Linked DNA regions of Ovis aries: all the other regions are linked to region 2. A link is a contact called in public Hi-C data. All regions are on one chromosome and are shown on one strand. The core of a region is the stretch at or near the end of the contact, and the rest is flanking DNA. Distances in the headings are between cores, read along the strand shown. Region 1 overlaps USP10 (ubiquitin specific peptidase 10). Region 2 holds the start of COTL1 (coactosin like F-actin binding protein 1). Region 3 overlaps MEAK7 (MTOR associated protein, eak-7 homolog).

Region 1 (2,858 bases), core at 45-2,544, 72 kb after region 2:
ATTGTCGCCTCCAGGTGTCCCCTAGGCCACCCACACCAATTTCCAAAGTTAAGACTGAGCAGTAACTGTTCAGTAGATGTCACCATCCATCAGGTACTGGGTCCTGGTGAGAAAAAAAAAAATAAAGAAATTTGAATGGTTCTTTTTATGCAAGTACTGATCTGATTTTTTTTAAACTTCATTTGTTAATAGTTCTCCCATTTAAATACCTGTACATTTTGGTGGTTTTTAGTATATTCACAGAGTTGTGCAGCTACCCCCACAGTCCATTTTAGAACACCTCATCATTCCAGAAAGAGGCTTCATACCCATAACAGGGACTCCCTTATCCCTCCCCACCCAGCCACTGGCAGCCACCCTCTTTCTCCTTGCTGTCTCTGGGGATCTGCCTCTTCTGGATATCACCCAGTTCATGTGAATGGACTCTTGCGATGCGTGGCCCTTGAGTCTGGCCTCTTCCACTCAGCATGATGTGTTCAGGTGCCAGCCACCTGGTAGCCGTGTCAGTCTGAGAACATTCCCAAAGCTGTGTTTTTCCAGGTTAGATCCAGGAGATCCTTTTGGAGCTGGGAAGAACTGTGGAGATGGATTTCGTCTGGCATACCCTAATTTTAGAGATGAAGTTAAAGCGTTTATCACTCAGAGCAGTGTTCTTTAGTCATTAAGTCGTGCCAGACTCTTTCAACCCCACGGACTGTGGCCCACCAGGCTCCTCTGTCCATGGTATTCTCCAGGCAAGAATACTGGAGTGGGCAGCCATTCCTTTCTCCAGAGGATCTTCTTGACCCAGGGATCGAACCCGTGTCTCCTGTGTTGCAAGAGGATTCTTTACTGCTGAGCCACCAGTGTATTAGTCCTTAACATCTTCTCCTACCTCCCAAATTCACTTTTGTGTTGGGAAAGAGGGAGGAGGGAGGAGAAGACTCTGCTTCCTGTGCTTGTTTCTGGCATTTGACCCTGCAGGCCTGGGCTTTGAGTGTTCTTGGGACACTGTGCCTGGGTCTGGCTCACAGATGCCTGGCTGCCGTGGAATCTGTGAAGTGCATGCAGCAGAGTGTTTGTTGATCACGCCTTTGTAGCCTAAGTTTTTACCTCAGGCTGACCTCCCATGTCCCTGAGTCCTTTTGAAGGCGGAGGACACGAATTTGGTGGTAGCCTGCACAAAGACTTGTTTCTAGAGTGCAAACCTTGGAAGCTGTATTCCAGCGCCCCCTAGTGCCTGCTCTGGGGGTTGTCCTCCGGGTCCCTGCTTCCTGCAGGAGGTGCTGTTTCCTGTGGCTGCATTGGATCCCTGGAGAGCCAGCAGTGCACCACGCAGGTGACTGGCAAACGCCTTTCCTTCTCCTTACCTCTCCTGGGCTGAGGCTGTGTCTTTGCTTTTCCTTTAGCAGGAACACTGGTATTTCCAGTTTGGCCTGTGCCTTTCGCAGGCTGTACAGCCCTAGGCCCTAGAGGGCCTTCTGGAGTCTGCTCTGGCAACTCAGAGTGCCACGCCCTGGCGCTTGGCTGCAGTGAAGTGTCTTGCATCCACCCTAGCTGTGCTGAGGGCTTGCCCCTTTTCCTGATGTGTTTCTTGTGCATATATTTTTCATGTCCTCTCTAGAAAAGATCCGAAAATAATCAGACGGTAATAGTAGGAGTTCTGAAGGCCTGAGCTGGGGTCAGTGGAAGGGAGGGGAAGTGGAGCTTTATTCTGGTTGAGAGGACTCCTCTACCCCTAGGCCCCTTCCCAGAGCGGGGATAGGGCGGCTCAGCACCCTGTGCTGTGTCCTGACCCTCATGGCCTCCCCCCCGCCTCCTCCCCGCCACCCCCCCCCCCGGCCCGTCACCACAGCTGGGAGAAGAGCGTGTATGGTTGCTTTCTTGTTCCTCCTCTTGACTCCAGTATTCATTCAACTCTGGTGGGCCTGGCTTAAACCTCAGGGATCTGCCTCACTTGATGACAATGCCAGCATTTCTTTCGTGCTCTGTGGTCCATGGAGGGCTCGCAGTGGCTGTTGCCTGGGTGCCTGGGCATGCCGGCCCCTGCAGGCTTGGCAGGGACAGGGAAAGTGGGATTGCACTTCCTCCCTTGCCAGCCTCACAGTCGTGAGTTTCAGCTCTCGCTGCTCCTGCAGGACAAACGAATGCATATTGCCAGTGCCATTTTCTTCCCCACTAGATTGTAAATCCTGTGAAATCAGGCATTGACTCATTTTTATCTTTTTTTTAAAACCAAAACTTTTCCTTTAAAAACAGACTTTATATTTATTAATTCTCCAGAGGAAGGAAAATGTTTCATACATGTATAAGAAGAGGGTAGGTAAAAATTTTCCTCACAGCTGAGTGTTTTCAGTTTTAGTTTAAAAACAGCCCCAGCAAGCTCTTTATTTGGAAATAATTTTAAATTTATAAAAATTGCAGAAGTACAAAGAGCCCCCATTTTATTTTTTATTCATATTGACTGGTTAGGGTTGAACCTCACTTAATCATTGGGGTGTGTTTAAGTTCTCTCCCTCTTTATACAGATACCTGTACAAACTCACAAACACATGAAAATACAGACACGTTTTCTCTTACCCTTTGAGGTTTGAGGGTGGGTTACATGCACTGGGACCCTTTAGCCTCCTTGTCTGCTTGAATGTATATTTCCCATGAATATTCTCTTAAAGTAACCACAGTTGGACAGCTATCACTTCCATATGTTGACATGGATGCAGTGTCTTTTTCTGACCCACTGTTCGTATTCTGGACTTGTCAGTTGACCCTGTGCTCTCCTTTTATAGCACTTCCTCTCCAGGGGAGGATCCAGCATAGGGTCAGATGTTGCATTCGGTTGTACTGTCTCTTTAGCTTCCTGTCATCTGGAACTTTTCCAC
Region 2 (2,745 bases), core at 115-2,614:
TGTGGTTTTTCCACTTAATGATTCAAGACAACCCAGGGAAAGGCACAAAGTTTACAAATCCTGAAGATTTTGCTTGACAGATTTCTTATATGTACACACCTGTGTAACTGCCTCCCAAAATACAGAATATTCAAAACACAGAATATTCCCAACCCCTTGAGACCCCACCCCACCTTCCATGTGCCTCTCCCAGTCAGTGGCTAGCCACCCACAAGCGGGACCACTCTTCTGACTTTTCACGCTGCAGATTAGCTTTGCCTTTTCTAAAATTTCACATAAATGGGATCATATGGCATGTATGTGTTCATATTCTGCTCTATATTCTACAAACAAAAACACATCACCAGCACATGGACAATGACGGCAGGAGAAAGGAGGGGGCTGTCGCTAACCATTCCTTTCTCCTTCGATAAGCACCAGGATTGTTTTTATTTTGGCTCTCTGACTGATGAAAGGGGAAACCCGGGAGGGCTGGACCCTGGAGTATGGAACTCCGTGAGTTAACGGTGGAAAGCTAGTGACCGTGGGGGCAAAGGAGCTGTCCCGCCTGAAAAGGTTACTGTGAGAGGGAGGAGGCTGCCGGTCACCTCTGGTTGTTCTGGATGCCCAGACGGGAGAAGGCGTTGTGGAGGCTTTAGAACGCTCCAATCTGGTTCCTCCAGCGCTGGGGGCGCCCAGGGTAGCCTCAGGCTCCTCCCTAGCATTGACCTTGTTCCAAAAGACCGGGAGTCCCCCAGAAGGCGTGTCTCCCTACCTGTGCACTGTTGGATGAAGTCCTGATATTCCGCTCCCTGCTCGCCGGGGACGATGGTGGAGCCGTCATATTTAAAAGTCACCCTTTGGATTGGGAGAAGAGAAAAACACACACATACACATACACATCAGCGTTGGTGCCTGAACGGTGCCGAGCTTCCACAGAACAATCTAAGAGATGCTCTGGCTAGCGAAAAGCCAGCGCTGGCTTTCCACGCTGTCCCGGGTTAAGGCTGCGGGGAGACCGCACGGGGATGACCCTTAATCCGTCCCGTCTGGAAGACGGCTCAGCGCACCAGGGCCCTCGCGAGCTCAGGCAGCGGGGCTCGAAGAGCAATGCAAAGTTCCTCACCAGATGACGGCCGAGCTGTCGTCGCGCACCAGGTTGTACGCCGTTCGGCAAGCCTCTTTGTCGATCTTGGTGGCCATCGCCGCGGGGCCGCAGTGGGGATACTGTGCTCGCAGCGAAAGATGAGCGCGCTTGGGGCCAGCTGCAGGGATCGGAGCGGAGCGGGGCGGGGACGCGCGGAAGGCGGGCGGGCAAGCGGGCGGGCGGTTGGCAACAGCAGCGAGAGAAGGCGAGCTCCGAGCTCCGAGAGCAGCTGTGGCTCCGAATGCGCGAGGAGCGCAAGCTAGACCCAGGCCACGCAGTCCCGCCCCCCTCGCCCATTGGCCTTCCAGGACGCATTAAGCCCCGCCCCCTATTTCTATTGGTCTTAGCGCGTATCGGGGGCGTGGCGTCTTTACTCACCAGCGGCCAATACCAGCCCGAGTGGGTTGCGCAACCCTGCGAAGGGGGCTGGAGAGGGGGGCTTTTTCGCCCTCCTCCCCTTCTCTCCTCCCCTCTTCTTCTCCCTCCCCCCTTCTCCTTCCTCCTCCTCTTCTCTTCTCCTTCCCCCAACCCTTTCGATGTTCTCCCACTCCCCTAACTCCTCCCCCATTTCCTCCTCCCCAAGCCCTGTTTCTCCTTTCCCTCTCTCTAGTTCCTCTCCCTCCTCCCTCCTTGAGTCTCCCTCCTCGAGTCTCCCTCCTCATTCACTACCCGCTCCTCACCTCACCTCCTCCCCTTGCTCTTCCCACTTCCCTAACCCCTTCTCCCTCCTGCCTCCCTATTCCCACCTCCCCTCCCTTCCCCCACCTCCTACCCCTAGTCCTCCTTATCGCCCCCAAACAACAACTCCGTTTACCTCCTTCCTATTCCTTGTCTTCAAGCTTTTGTCCTCTCTCTCTCTCTCACTTTGCATCCCCCCTCCTCCCTATCCCTTCCTCTACCTCCCTCCTCCCCACCAGGGCTCCTGGGCTGCAGAGCTCCACAGGGAAGCTCCACATGGGTGACTTACTGCATCAAACTGCCCCGCCCCAGTGTTGGGCTCCGTGGTTTCTAGGTAGGGAGAAATCGGAAAGAAGTAAGATTGTTAAATAGGAGGGGATAGAAAGTGGACTGCTTCTGAAACACTGGTGGGATCACTGTTTACTCTGTGCTCTGGTTATTTGCATTCACATCTTATCTCCCCCTTTGGGTTCCACTGAGGGCAGGAGCTGACTCATTCTGTCTTCTTCCTTCCCTCACTGACTCACTCATTCATTCCCTCCTGCAATAATTCCACAAAGACCAGTTACAGGGTTGAGGCAAGTAAAAAGGCTGGACCCCCCAAGACTCGGCTCTTGAATTGCATCCAGTGTTGCCTCTTTTTAACTGTGGGCCTTTGGACAAGCCTCAAAAACTCTCTGATTACTTTCCTCCAATGGGATAGTAATAGTACCGACAACATAAGAGTCGCACATAGCGACTAAACAACAACTACAACTGACATCATAGGTTTGCTTTATGATTAATGTTTAATGAAACTTGTAAACAAATATGTTAGACATTCAACAAAAGGTCATTGTTGTTGGTTATCAACTAAAATAAATCGTAAATAGAAACCCCAAAGGTCAGGGACAATGTTTAATTAATAATAAAATTAATTATCAATGGTAAACAAACAAAAA
Region 3 (2,955 bases), core at 261-2,760, 94 kb before region 2:
ACGAGGAGATGTGATGATAGAAGAGGTGGGGAGGGGAGAGGACTGGTAGGAGGGAGGGGCTGGAAGAGGCTATGCCTACTAGTTTGAAGATGAAGGACTTCTAGAATCTGGAAAAGGCAGGGAAGGAATTCTCCTCCAGAACATTCAGAGAGAACATACCCCTGCAGACACCTTGGTTTCAGACTTCTGACTTCCTCAACTGTAATAGAATAAATGAATATCTTAAGCCACTAAAGTGCAGTCCTTTGCTCTGGCAGCAACAGGAAACCTATAAACTCTCATCAGTCAAATAAAAACTTTCTGCCTGTCACCACCTCTCCTCCTTCCTCACCCCTGCAGACACCTGCGATGTCTTGGTTTCAGACTTCTGACTCCCTCAACTGTAACAGAATAAATGAATATCTTAAGCCACTAAAGTGCAGTCCTTTGCTCCAGCAGCAACAGGAAACCTATAAACTTTCATCAGTCAAATAAAAACTTTCTGCCTGTCACCACCTCTCCTCCTTCCCCCACAAGCCTGCAGAGGGCAGAACAAGAGTCACCAGATGTAGCAGATAAAGACACAAAACACCCTGTAGAATTTGAATTTCAGACAATGACTATTTTTTAGTATGAATAAACCCAAATATTGCCTGAAAGTGAAAGGGTTAGTTACTCAGTCGTGTCCAACTCTTTGTGATCCCACAGACGATAGCCCACCAGGCTCCTCTGTCCATGGAATTCTCCAGGCAAGAATATTGGAGTGGGTTGCCACTTGCTTCTCCAGGGGATCTTCCCAACCCAGGGATCAAAGCTGGGTCTCTCACATCGCAGGCGGATTCTTTACTCTCTGAGCCACCAGGGAAGGAAATATTGCCTGGAACATACTTAAATAAAAAGAAAGGATTTGTTCTTCATCTGAAAGACAAATTTAACTGGACATCCTGGTTTTATCTGGCAATCCTAGTCAGAAACAGCAGCTGCAGGAGAAGGATAGAGCAGAGAAGAAGAAAACCACCCTCCCCCTTAAGATCCGGGGCATACACTCCAGGGGAGGAGAGAGATTTCATGTTAAATCCAGCTCCACACCTGTTAGCTAGGTATGACACAGCTTTAAGGAATGAACTGGGACCACTTTCCATCTAAAGTGAGCCTGGGAGCTAATTTCCTAAGAATGGAGAGAAAAAAATCCCAGGGAATGTCTGGGTGTTTCATCCAAGGACAGAAAGGTGGCTCTCTGCCTCCATCACACTGAGCAGGTAAGAGGGACAGCAGGAAATAAAGCTGGCTTTGTGATGGCACCTGCTACCTTGGACCAGTGATAATGGGATGGATTGGCTCAGTCTCCAACCCAAGGTTGGGTGCAAACAGATGCTGGCTGCCACGAGGAACCCTGTGCTTGCTCTTCCCACAGAATAAGGAACCACCACCGAGGGGCTAAAAGCAGGACTCTTCCATTTCCCAAGCCCAGACGCGGCACAGCTAACATAGCCATGTGCCCACAAGGTGGCGCTCATGATCACCACAAAACAATGTGCTCTGGTCAGTTTTCACAATGAACATTTCGGAACAGGTTTTAGATTTACAAGCTTGTTGAGAAGAGGATACTGAGAGAGTTCCTGTGTATGTCTCAGACTGAGTTTCCCCTGTGACTAACATCTTACATTAGTGCTGAACATCCATCACCACTGATGAACCAATATTGATTCCTCGTTACATTCTCCTTAGTCATCACATCTCTTTAGGCATCTCTGGGCTGTAACAGTTTCTCAGGCTTTCCTGGTTACTGATAACCGGGAGAGGTGTTTGGTAAGGTGGCTCTCTAACAGGATTCATCAGAGCTTTTCCTCATGGTTAGACTGGGGTTGGACTTTGGGGGATGAAGACGCCAGAGGTACAGTGCCCTTCGCACCACAGCGTGTCAAGGGTCCATGTGGTCCCTGAGAGTCCTCACTGCTGGGGTTGACCTTGATCACCCGGCCAAGGTCGGCCCTGTCCAGTTTATTCTCTGTACGCTTGCTTGCCTTTTCCATAATAAGCTCCTTGGATCGTGTGTGTGTGTTCTAAGGTTTCCTTTTGTTGGTGGGGGGGGGGGGGCGGTAGTTGTGCTGAGCGGCTTGCAAGATCTCAGTTCCCCAACCAGCAACTGAACCCAGGCCCCAGCAATGAAAGCCCAGAATCCTAACCACTAGGCCACCAGGGACCTCTCAAAGGTTTTACTTTTTTAAACCATTTCCTGTCTCTCCTGGTTCAGTTAGGAGACTAGGGGTGGGGTAAGAAGAAGGGCCTGGGGGTGCCTGCCACACGGTGGGAGAACAAAGTGGAGACACACAGCCCAGGGTTTACAAAGGCTGGACCCTAAGACAGCTACTTGAGGTTCTTGCTTCTTCCGGTCCCACCAATGATCCAAGTTAAACACCATCAGTGTCCTTGAAGGGGTCACAGGAAGGAAAAATCCAGGAGGGGGCAGCCACGGAGAACAGTTAGAGAGCAGACCATGCCACCCTGCCCGGGGAGCAGCACCAGGCATGTGGGGTCCGGAGAGCCTGGCATCACGCATGCGCCCCCCACACCCCATGCGGCCCACACCCGGCCCCACAGGAGGCGCCCAGGATGGAGGCTGGTTGCCCCCTACTCCATCCAGGCCAGTGTCCTTGTAGCTCAGTGAATTTCCACCAGTTAAGCCAGATCACACCTCTCTTAAAACACTTAAAAAACACTGCAGCAACTTCCCACCAACCAAGGCAGACCCTGTGGGCCCCACGGCAAGGCCAAGCCACCTCTCCACGCCTCAGGCCTGGAGCGCATGGACTTCCCCAGCTCACACGGGCCCTTCCATCACCAGGACGAGGTTCCCACTTCCTCCATCCCCTCACCTTCAGGCCTTGGGTCAGAGCCCACCTCCCAGAGACCTTCCTGCCCTCTGCCCCAGATGCCACTGTGAAGTGGAAGCCGAGAGGGTAGTGTCCCTTGAAG

Evidence for each region. Hi-C and Micro-C count contacts between places; a contact is called where the count stands out from the background.
Region 1: a contact with region 2 is called in a Hi-C map of hypothalamus, with 7 times the contacts expected there. The contact joins the enhancer-like site here to the promoter of COTL1 in region 2. A contact is called at or near these places in 12 of 16 Hi-C or Micro-C datasets (blood, hypothalamus, liver and 6 more).
Region 3: a Hi-C map of blood shows a contact between it and region 2, with 7 times the contacts expected there. The contact joins the enhancer-like site here to the promoter of COTL1 in region 2. A contact is called at or near these places in 14 of 16 Hi-C or Micro-C datasets (blood, hypothalamus, liver and 6 more).

Annotation. Positions count from the first base shown.
Region 1 is chr14:10,429,222-10,432,079 of ARS-UI_Ramb_v3.0, forward strand. All of the region lies in intron 1 of USP10 (ubiquitin specific peptidase 10), which reads left to right. Among named protein-coding and RNA genes, the nearest start is that of USP10, 21 kb to the left of the region's middle. Within about 2 kb of position 1,295, at least 25 of the 54 cell types and tissues checked have an H3K27ac peak or open chromatin away from gene starts, as enhancers often do. A contact at or near this core is called in hypothalamus and liver, where this site is marked.
Region 2 is chr14:10,356,895-10,359,639 of ARS-UI_Ramb_v3.0, forward strand. COTL1 (coactosin like F-actin binding protein 1) reads right to left here and starts at 1,365. Exons shown (of 4, transcript XM_004014943.4): 1 at 1,106-1,365; 2 at 755-837. The coding sequence starts at 1,182.
Region 3 is chr14:10,262,866-10,265,820 of ARS-UI_Ramb_v3.0, forward strand. All of the region lies in intron 1 of MEAK7 (MTOR associated protein, eak-7 homolog), which reads right to left. Among named protein-coding and RNA genes, the nearest start is that of MEAK7, 25 kb to the right of the region's middle. Within about 2 kb of position 1,511, at least 11 of the 54 cell types and tissues checked have an H3K27ac peak or open chromatin away from gene starts, as enhancers often do.